Regions from separate parts of the Hordeum vulgare genome. Here region 1 is linked to region 2. The links are chromatin contacts, called in public Hi-C maps. All regions are on one chromosome and are shown on one strand. The core of a region is the stretch at or near the end of the contact, and the rest is flanking DNA. Distances in the headings are between cores, read along the strand shown.

What was found. Hi-C and Micro-C count contacts between places; a contact is called where the count stands out from the background.
Region 1: a Hi-C map of leaf shows a contact between it and region 2, with 4 times the contacts expected there. The contact joins two enhancer-like sites. A contact is called at or near these places in 2 of 6 Hi-C or Micro-C datasets (leaf and seedling).

Annotation. Positions count from the first base shown.
Region 1 is chr6H:544,935,465-544,939,682 of MorexV3_pseudomolecules_assembly, forward strand. No RefSeq gene overlaps it. Among protein-coding and RNA genes, the nearest start is that of LOC123405832, 5.8 kb to the right of the region's middle. Within about 2 kb of position 1,282, at least 3 of the 3 cell types and tissues checked have open chromatin away from gene starts, as enhancers often do. A contact at or near this core is called in leaf, where this site is marked.
Region 2 is chr6H:544,568,623-544,573,305 of MorexV3_pseudomolecules_assembly, forward strand. No RefSeq gene overlaps it. Among protein-coding and RNA genes, the nearest start is that of LOC123403670, 46 kb to the left of the region's middle. Within about 2 kb of position 3,194, at least 1 of the 3 cell types and tissues checked has open chromatin away from gene starts, as enhancers often do. A contact at or near this core is called in leaf, where this site is marked.

The sequences.
Region 1 (4,218 bases), core at 32-2,531, 360 kb after region 2:
TACTATCAATCCATCCATAAACATCCAAGCATACTATCAATCCATCCATGAACATTTAAGCAAACAATCGCGAACACAACCCCTACCATGCTTCAAATCCATCCCAACTAGCTACTGCAACAACACAGTCGAACAAATCATCCAGATCTAGCTAGAACTAGTAGAGGGGAGGGGTCGTTGAACTTACATACACCATCGGAGGAGCCGCAGGGGAGGTGCGGCATGCAGGAGAAGAGGAGGGGTGGATCCGTCGTCGTAGCCAACCGACCGTCGGAGTAGTTGTGCAACTTACCTTGTCATCCAAGTGGATTCGGGTTGGAGTGAGAGCTCGAGAGGGCGAGAATGGTGGTGGGAGTTTTCGTACGCCGGTCACCCTGACTATATAGGGCGACTGCGAATCGACGGGCGGTGACGTGGATTTGTCCTGCCTTTTTTTAAGATACGCCATCGCTCCCGCCATCTTCATGCCCGTAGTTGCGGAGCGCGGCGTTCCCCTCCCATGCATCGCCCCAGCCTGACTCGTTAAAAACTGTTGATTCAACCGTTCCTAACGGGTATGACTGAGCACTGCTTTAAGGTTCGTGCAAGCTAAGATTTATATGCGGGCCAAGCAGCCAAATAGGCATATTTTCTTTTTCCGCGGTCCTAGGTAATCAAACGCGCCCCAAGAGAAACAGTCCAAAAACAGGTACGTGCGTGCGAAAACCGGGATCTAAAAAAACATAATCAAGCAGCGTACGTGTGCATCATGGGCATCCGACCGCCCTCGATTCGTTCGTTCCTACCTCTAAAAATGTGTACTCCCTCCGTTTCTAAATATAAGTCTTTTTAAAGATTTCTTTAAAGACTATATACGAAGTAAAATGAGTGAATCTACACTCTAAAATATGTCTATATACATCCGTATGTATATATTTAAAAAGACTTATATTTAGGAACGAAGGAAGTAGTTCGCATGCCAAATGTTCTTTTATTTTCTAATGTTACTTTTAATTTTGGACATGTCAAATGGGGAAATTCGTTCCCCCGCAAAAATACAAAAATAGGGAAAATCATTTTTATTTGAACAAGGTTAACACCGGATCTCCTATGTAGCAACACATGACTCTGGCCGATCTCCTATGTAGCAACCCATGACTCTGCCCATCGGCCAGGGAACGAATCCCATCTGGCACGTTTATTTTTAAGAACCCCAGCTCGCTTCGGTTAACACCGGATCTGCTATGTAGCTAGCATGCGACTGGGCCGGCCCACTGAGAGCCACCCCGACTTACGTATACAGCGTCAAAAAGAGAAAACCTATTTAGCGCCACAGGCGCCAGTTAAAGGCAAAATTTGCTAACGGCACCTGCAGCATTCCATAATGAGCCGGCCCATGTAGAGATTTTTCATGAACTGTTTTAGCCCGTGAATTTTAAAAAAAAATCGGTGAGCTTTTTCGAAAACAGATGATTTTTTTTGGAAATTCGTGAACAGTTTTGAAAATTGATGAACATAATTTAAATTTCATGAACTTTTTTCAAAATCAGTGAACTGTTTTAAAAAGTTGATGAACTTTTTTCAAAATCAGTGAACTATTTTTAAAAATTGATGTTTTGTTTTAATTCTGTGAACTTTTTGAAAATTCATGGACATATTTTTTAAAAATCGCTGAACTTTTTTCATAATAATTGAACTTTTTTTGTAAATCTGAACTTTTTAAAATTCTATGAACTTTTTTCAAATTTTTATAGACCAATGGATTTTTTAAATGGGCCGGCCCATGAGGGAGGAGAAGCGCTGCAAGCGCCGGTTTCCCTAACCGGCGGCGCTGAAAGCGCCAAATAGGAGGTCTCCGTCAAAAATGGGAGTCACTAGTTACCATACCTGACCAAATGGGCGACGTGGCACGGTACGAGCACGGCCCGTGCTAAACATACCTGGCCCGTCATGGCCTGTAGGGGCATGTTTAGTAATCGAGCCGTGTCGTGTCAGTCCGTGGGCTGCACCTTCAGGCCTAAGCACGATCCGGTTATTAATGGATTGGCATGTTGGCCCGTTTAGCATGTTGGATCGCATATTTTTATTCTGGTGAACTCATTTTTAGACCTATTGAGTTGTATATTATATGTATATTAAAAAACTAAAAAAATATTAAAAAAATATTAAAAAAATAAATGGACCATGTCGTGCTGGTCCACGTGCCCAGCCTCCAGGCTCAGACACGGCCTGAGGCGTGCCGCGTGCGTGGCCCGACCCGTTTAAACAGTGTCGTGACTGACCCATGGCGGGCCGTGTCGTGTCTGGCATGCGAGCTGGCCTGGTTGGCCCGGCTTGTTTGGCCAGGTATACTAGTTACTAGTTAACGAGCACTCCTACGCGTTGTCACTTAGCGTGTTCTCACCCGCCGCCACGTGACGTGCTCTCAACGCTTCTTTCGGATTTCGTTTTCTTTCAGACGCGTTTTCGGATTTTGTAATTTTTATTTTTATTTTTTTTGTGTGTTTTGGTTTTTCACCGGTCTTTCTTATCTTTTTGATGAAAAAAAATAATTGCAAAAAAAACAAGCTTTTTTATTTCGCGAAAGACACACTTTTGTTTACGCGAGAGGTACGGTTTTGCCTTCGTGATAGCCTTTCGGAAACAAAAAAAAATATGTTTTCTAATTATTATTGTTTTGTGAAAGACACGGTTTTGCATCCACGAGAGGCACAGCCGTGCCTCTTGAAAAAGGAGAAAAATAATGTGTTTTCTAAAAAAAAAAAAATCATGAGAGGCACGATTTTCCCGTGCCTCTTGGAAAGGGAGAAATAACGCGGGTTTTTTCGTGAGAGGCACGGTTTTGTTTTCGTGAGAGACACGATTTTGCCTTCGTGGGAGACAAGGCCTGCCACTAGGGAAGGAAAAAAGGCGGAAAAAACGTGTTTTCTGTTTTTTTTTCTAACGCCATAGGCATGGTATTTTTTGGTCCGTTTTTTTCGTGAAAAAAAGTTTATCAAAACTTATCAACCTGGGATCTAGTTTTGAAGATCTCGACGTAAAAATACAACGGTGAAAATAGTTCGAGATTTGAATGCACGATTTAGGAGATAATATCTTTGAAAAATACGAATCCACGAAAAAAACACCAGGTCGCGACAAGTGGCACGTATGCAGTGCGCCACTTGTCGCAGCCTGGGAGGTGGGAGTGATCTTTAAAAGAAACACTCCCTAATTAGTGATTTCGATCAAAAATCGCAAAAATTGAAATTGGCGCCGCAAGGAATCGAGCCCTTAATGTCGCACTCCTAGAGGACCACTGCTAGCCACTAGAGATTATCGATTCTCGTGATTGTAGCATATGGTTTTTCAAAATTTTGAGAAAAAATTGTAATTTCACACAGATTTTTAAAAATGTGAAGATTTTCAAAAAACAAGAAATGTTCCTATTTTCAAAATTTTGTTCACAACTTATAAAAGTGTTCATATTTTGAAAATTTGTTCGCGAATTCAAAAGATGTTCAGGAACTTCAGAAATTTTTCCCAATTTGTAATTTCATTCAATCTCAATTTATAATTCAAAAAACTGTCCATGTTATGAAAATTAATTCGCAAATTAAAAAATCTTCGGGAAGTTCCGAAAATGTTCCCAATTTCTAATTTTCTTCACGAATTAGAAAACTGTGCATGTTATCAAAGTTTGTTCCAAAATTAATGAAAAAATTGGGAATTTTATTTGTTCACGAAGTAAAAAAAAAATGTTTCTGATTTTTATTTGTTCACAAATTAATATTGTTCCCTAAAGTTTTCTGAAGTTCCCGAACATTATTTAGGGAAAATTATTTAGGTAACAATATTGGAATAACATTTTTTCAGCAAACATTATTCAGGGAATAATATTGAGGGAAAACATTATTCAGGTCAAACTTTAGGGAACAAAGTTTGAAGACTTGAACATTTTTTGTGAAAAGTAAACAATTGTCTTTGAAACGCGAATATTTATTGAAAATGTCAACAGTTTTGGGGAATACGAAACATATTTTTTAGAAAACTGGAAAAAACTGACTACAAGAACATTTACGAAAATTTTGAAAAATGATCTGAAAACACTCATAAAAAATGAAAAGAGGAACATTTTATGTATTTGTGTACAAAAAATAATAATATGAACATTTCTAATGTATGAAATTATATATTTTTTGAATTTTGAATAATTTTTGAAAGAAGCAAACAATTTGTAAAGTTCCCTTTCCTTTGAAT
Region 2 (4,683 bases), core at 1,944-4,443:
GGGTGGGCGTGGGGGTGGCAATCACTGTTACGTAGATCATCGCGTCGCTCCTTGGTGCCAGTGGAAAGGAGGAGACGGCAGAGCCACGCGTGCCTATCATGCGTCGAGTCTGTGTTTTGACCGTCAGCGTCTTCTGGAGTCTGATCGTCGCGCTTTCACTCTGCTTGGGTCAGATGCGCTGTTGGCCACAAGGGACGACGAACTTGTTGCTGACCGGGACGGGCATCGCCTCCGCCATGACCACGTACCTTGTTTACATCAGCTTGGGGAGTGTTTGGTTGCATGCATTGTTGTTTGCCTATTTACATACTTCTCCTAGTTGGACCTGACTGAGCATATACACGTAAAAAACCAACATGTGCATGTTGATTAGTTGCGTGTATGTCCTCTCTCTGCATCATAGCGACGCCTCTATGAATCTCTTTTGGTTGCTCACATTGTATGTGCTCACACAAGTGCATGTTATTTGGTTACATCCAAGACAGTACTGTGGTAACCTCCTCCTCGATGTGATGAGGTTACCAAAGACACACATGAAATACTAACAAGCAATCTAGTAGTAATACAACGATCTTAAGAACAAATATAAGTCTTAACCACACAGAACAAGTTTTAAACCAACATAGTAAGATAAATTCTATACGAAACCCAGGTCTTAATAGTAGCTCAGGCGGTCACGGCGAAGGCATTGCCGTTCTCCTTGCACTTGGTGACCACATCCACGCCCTCTTCGTCGAAGACGATCACCTTCATGGTGTCGGGGGTCAGCATCTTGAACGTGAGCATGTACCCGATCATGATATGGTGAACGGCGGCTAAGGTGTCCCAACCCTAATCAAGGGTGACCCTGCCGTTCATCAACCTCACCGTCACCGTCCATGCGCAGCCGGTGTTCGTCTTCAGCTTGAACTTTGCAGGGATGGCGGGGAAGTGCTTCGTGAAGTCCACGGGCAATGGTAGACTCTCCAGCTTTGGAGCAAAGATAACCTTGCAGAAGTGGCTTGGTCCTGACTCCTGATGGTAGTGGCCATAGTTCCTCCGCTTGTGGCTTGGGTGATCTTGCACTGGCTCTTCGACCAATGGAGGCACAACCTCCTTGCCCTTCTCCAATGGTGGCACCATCTCTTTGCCCTTGTCCATCTGCATTATGAACAACACGTAGTTCAATGGTTAGCATTCATTCATATCGCTCTATATTAACCCACCTCACTAACCCAACACCGCACTCAAACCCCTCTGTTTGAGCACCTCTCCTCTTCCACCTCTCTGTTTCACAATCTCCCCATCGGCATGAACTCCAACTCCAACTCCCTCGACAGCGGGCAAGATGGGCCAACTACAGGCAGTACAAGGCGCCTCAAGACCAGCGTGCGGTGGTGTACTTGTGTATGACATTCGTGTCGCCGGAGGCCGACAACGACGAGGTGTAGATGGTGGACAGGGTGTCGATGGTTGGCGACCGTGCAAGACCCATCGTTCTTGACGAAGATGATGAGGACAAAGAAGACGAGGAAGAAGAGAAGATGACTACACCCCCGCCGCTCGGCGCGACTCCAGGGTCGCTGCGACTAGACAATAGACCCTCAATACCCACCCCGATGTAGTCAAAAAATAACCTACGAACCCTAGTAGTCGTTGATGAAGAATCGGTTGATGTCAATCCTCCACCCCCGATGTGTTCAATCCCCTCACTAACTCTTCAATCGACTCCTCTAATCTAATCTAGCCCAAGTCAAAAGGACTGAATGTATAGAGAGGACAAGGTCTTACCGCCATGGCTGATGCACTCTAGTGGAGGTTTGCACTCGCTCCGGTGGTTTCTGCCGCCGTCTTGGATCGCTTCGCAATAGAGTTTAGATTATTATCGCCGTCGCCGCTGCCGGTGTGAGTGGGGAAGAGGGGAGAGAGGTGTGAGGAAGGGAGGTGAGGGTAATTATTGACCGACGTGTCTCGAAATAACGCGACGTCTCAGGACCGCACCCAAGCGTGCAACCGGCCACACCCACGTGCCTAGGGTTGCAACGTGCTGGCCTGGCTCCACAAAAACGACCGATTTGAGCGTTCCTGTGGACGCAGGGCCAGATGTGCTTTAATCTTCATGCAATGCAGGCCTTACAGTGAATGTTGGTAACCAAACGAGCCTTGTTCTTCCCGCGCAGGCCTGGCTGAGGTATATGCGACCAACCAAATGCGTCATTGGCCTGTGTGGCTAGGACCAGCTGAGGATGGTCGGTTTACAAGGTAACTCTTCTCTTGAAATACCCATCTAATTAGAACATCAGGTATTGTAATGCCTACTGATTATGTTCTGTCCTATGTGCAGGAGAGTTTCAAAGCTCGTGCAAAGGCCTAGCGGTACTGTGTTTATTATCATTGAGATAGCGTTGACCGAACTGAATTGGTTGAACTTGTGGAAGGTAACCATGTTGTGGAATTTCATATGCAGAGCCGTCTTGAGTGCCTTCTTAGATCCCTAGCATACGAGATGGTGTCGATGAGGGGAGACATCCTGCATGATCTATGATGTGTGCTTGTGAAAAGAGGCACACAAGATGTTGGCGCACGCTTGAGTGGAGTTTGGGGTGCTTCTGCTCGAGTGCTGCAGTGTGAGTTTCTTAGCTTTCCTCCCAACTTATCATCGTCCTGGAACTGCTTGTGATGCCACTGTTTATATATTTTTGTTTGCAAGACTTCAGACTTATGCCATTGTTTTTATATTCATATAAGACTTCACACTTATGCTTTGGGCTGGCCATTGTGGGGCGGGGCGCCCCTATTTGTTTTTCCCTTTTTTTGTTTTTCCTTCCTTCTTTAAGAAATGTTAACGATTTAAAAAAATGTTTTGACTTTCATAAATGTTGGTGAATTTGGTAATATTAATTAATTTGAAAACATGTTAACGATTTTAAAAAATGTTCTAAATTTCTAAGAAATCTTAATTATTTTGAAAAAATATTCCAAGATTTTGAAAAAAAATCAAAAATTTAAAAACTGCTTGCCTTTCCAAAAATTATTTATAATTAAGATTCTTATTAATAACTGACCCCAAAACCGCATGCTATTATGTTTTTGATTTCTTATAGTGCTTTTCCACTTCGCTACAGTACACCCAAACACGAGCTGTACGTCAATGGGCTAAAGGCCCGGCCGGGCTGCCACTGTGCGTCATGCTGCTGCTGGGCACAAATGCGCGTCCAATAGGAGCTCCCAGTGACTCGCTAAAAAGAACTAGCATGGAATAGACGAAGCTCTCATGAGTAAGGCGTGCGAATGCATGCATGATTGCCAGATAGCTAAACTAGCTTCCATGTACATCATGATCCAATGTAATCTTGTCAACAAAATATTGTTTCTTGATTTCGGAGATGTCCTTTGAATTTTAAAAAGTGTGACTTTTGGTAAATTTACATGAATCTGAAAAATCTTTATAAATTGGAACTATATTCATGAATTTAAAATGAATTTGAAAAACGTTCACAAAATTTTAAAAATATTCATGAATTTTAATTTTTTTGTTTAATTCACAAAAGGTTTATGGATCTCAATAAAGGTTAACGAATTTTAATATATTCACCCGCATATTTAAAAAATGTGCTTCATGAATGTAGGAAGTGCTCATGAATTCAAAAAATCTTAGTAATTATAAAACTATTCACCAATTTGAAAAAATATTCTGATTTTTTTAAATCTTATGTAGAAAACATTCATGAATTTTCAACATGTTCTCAAGTGTTCTTGAATTAATAAAATGTTAATGAATTTGGAAAAGTGTTCGTGAATTTTAAAACTGTTTGCGAATTTAAAAAATCTATGTAATTGAAAATATGCCTGAGAATTCGAAAACATGTAACATATATGGAAAATTATTTGTGAATGTCAATATTTTTGTGAACATTTTGTAATAACAGAAAATGTTCTCAAATTTAAAAATGTGGTGAATTTGATTTTTTTCTGAAATTTAAAAAGGATTTCGCAAATTCAAGAAAATAGTCATGAATTTGAAGATGTCCACGAATTTAGCAATATTCATGAACTAAAAAACGTTATAGATTTTAAAAATCGTCTTGAATTCAGAAAAGGTTCATGAAATGGGAACAATGCTTGAAATTTTAAAAATGCTCGAGGTGTAAAAATTGTTTGTGAATAAAAATAATGCCTCTAAATGTGAAGAAACGATCATGAATTAGTAAAAAGATAGAAACACAAAAATACAAAAGAAGACGAGAACTGAAATAAAATAGAATAACTGGCAGAGAAGACAAAAAAAGGGAAAAAACATCCATAGTATGTTCTTGAATGGTCCTAAAATCGTACGAAACTCACATAAAAAATATGCATCGCATGGTCCAGACCAGTAATTTGCGAAGCGATCGGGAGGGTTCTTGTTTGCTGCCTATCATTTGTGTTACATGATAAATAGGAATGACCGAAAATCACTAGTTAAGGGTTATCGCTTGCATCATTTCCGAACTTCTCTCGTGCTTACAAGTGGCGCACAACATGTGCGTCACTCGTCACAACCTGATAATTTTCCATTTTTCGTAGATTCGTTTATTTAAAACGTTTTATCTTTTGAACAATGCGCCCAAATAGCGAGTTGTTTTTACCATTGGATTTTTCGTGTCGAGATATTTAAAACTAGATCCCATGTTAGATTTTGACTTACCTTTTTTAACGAAAATC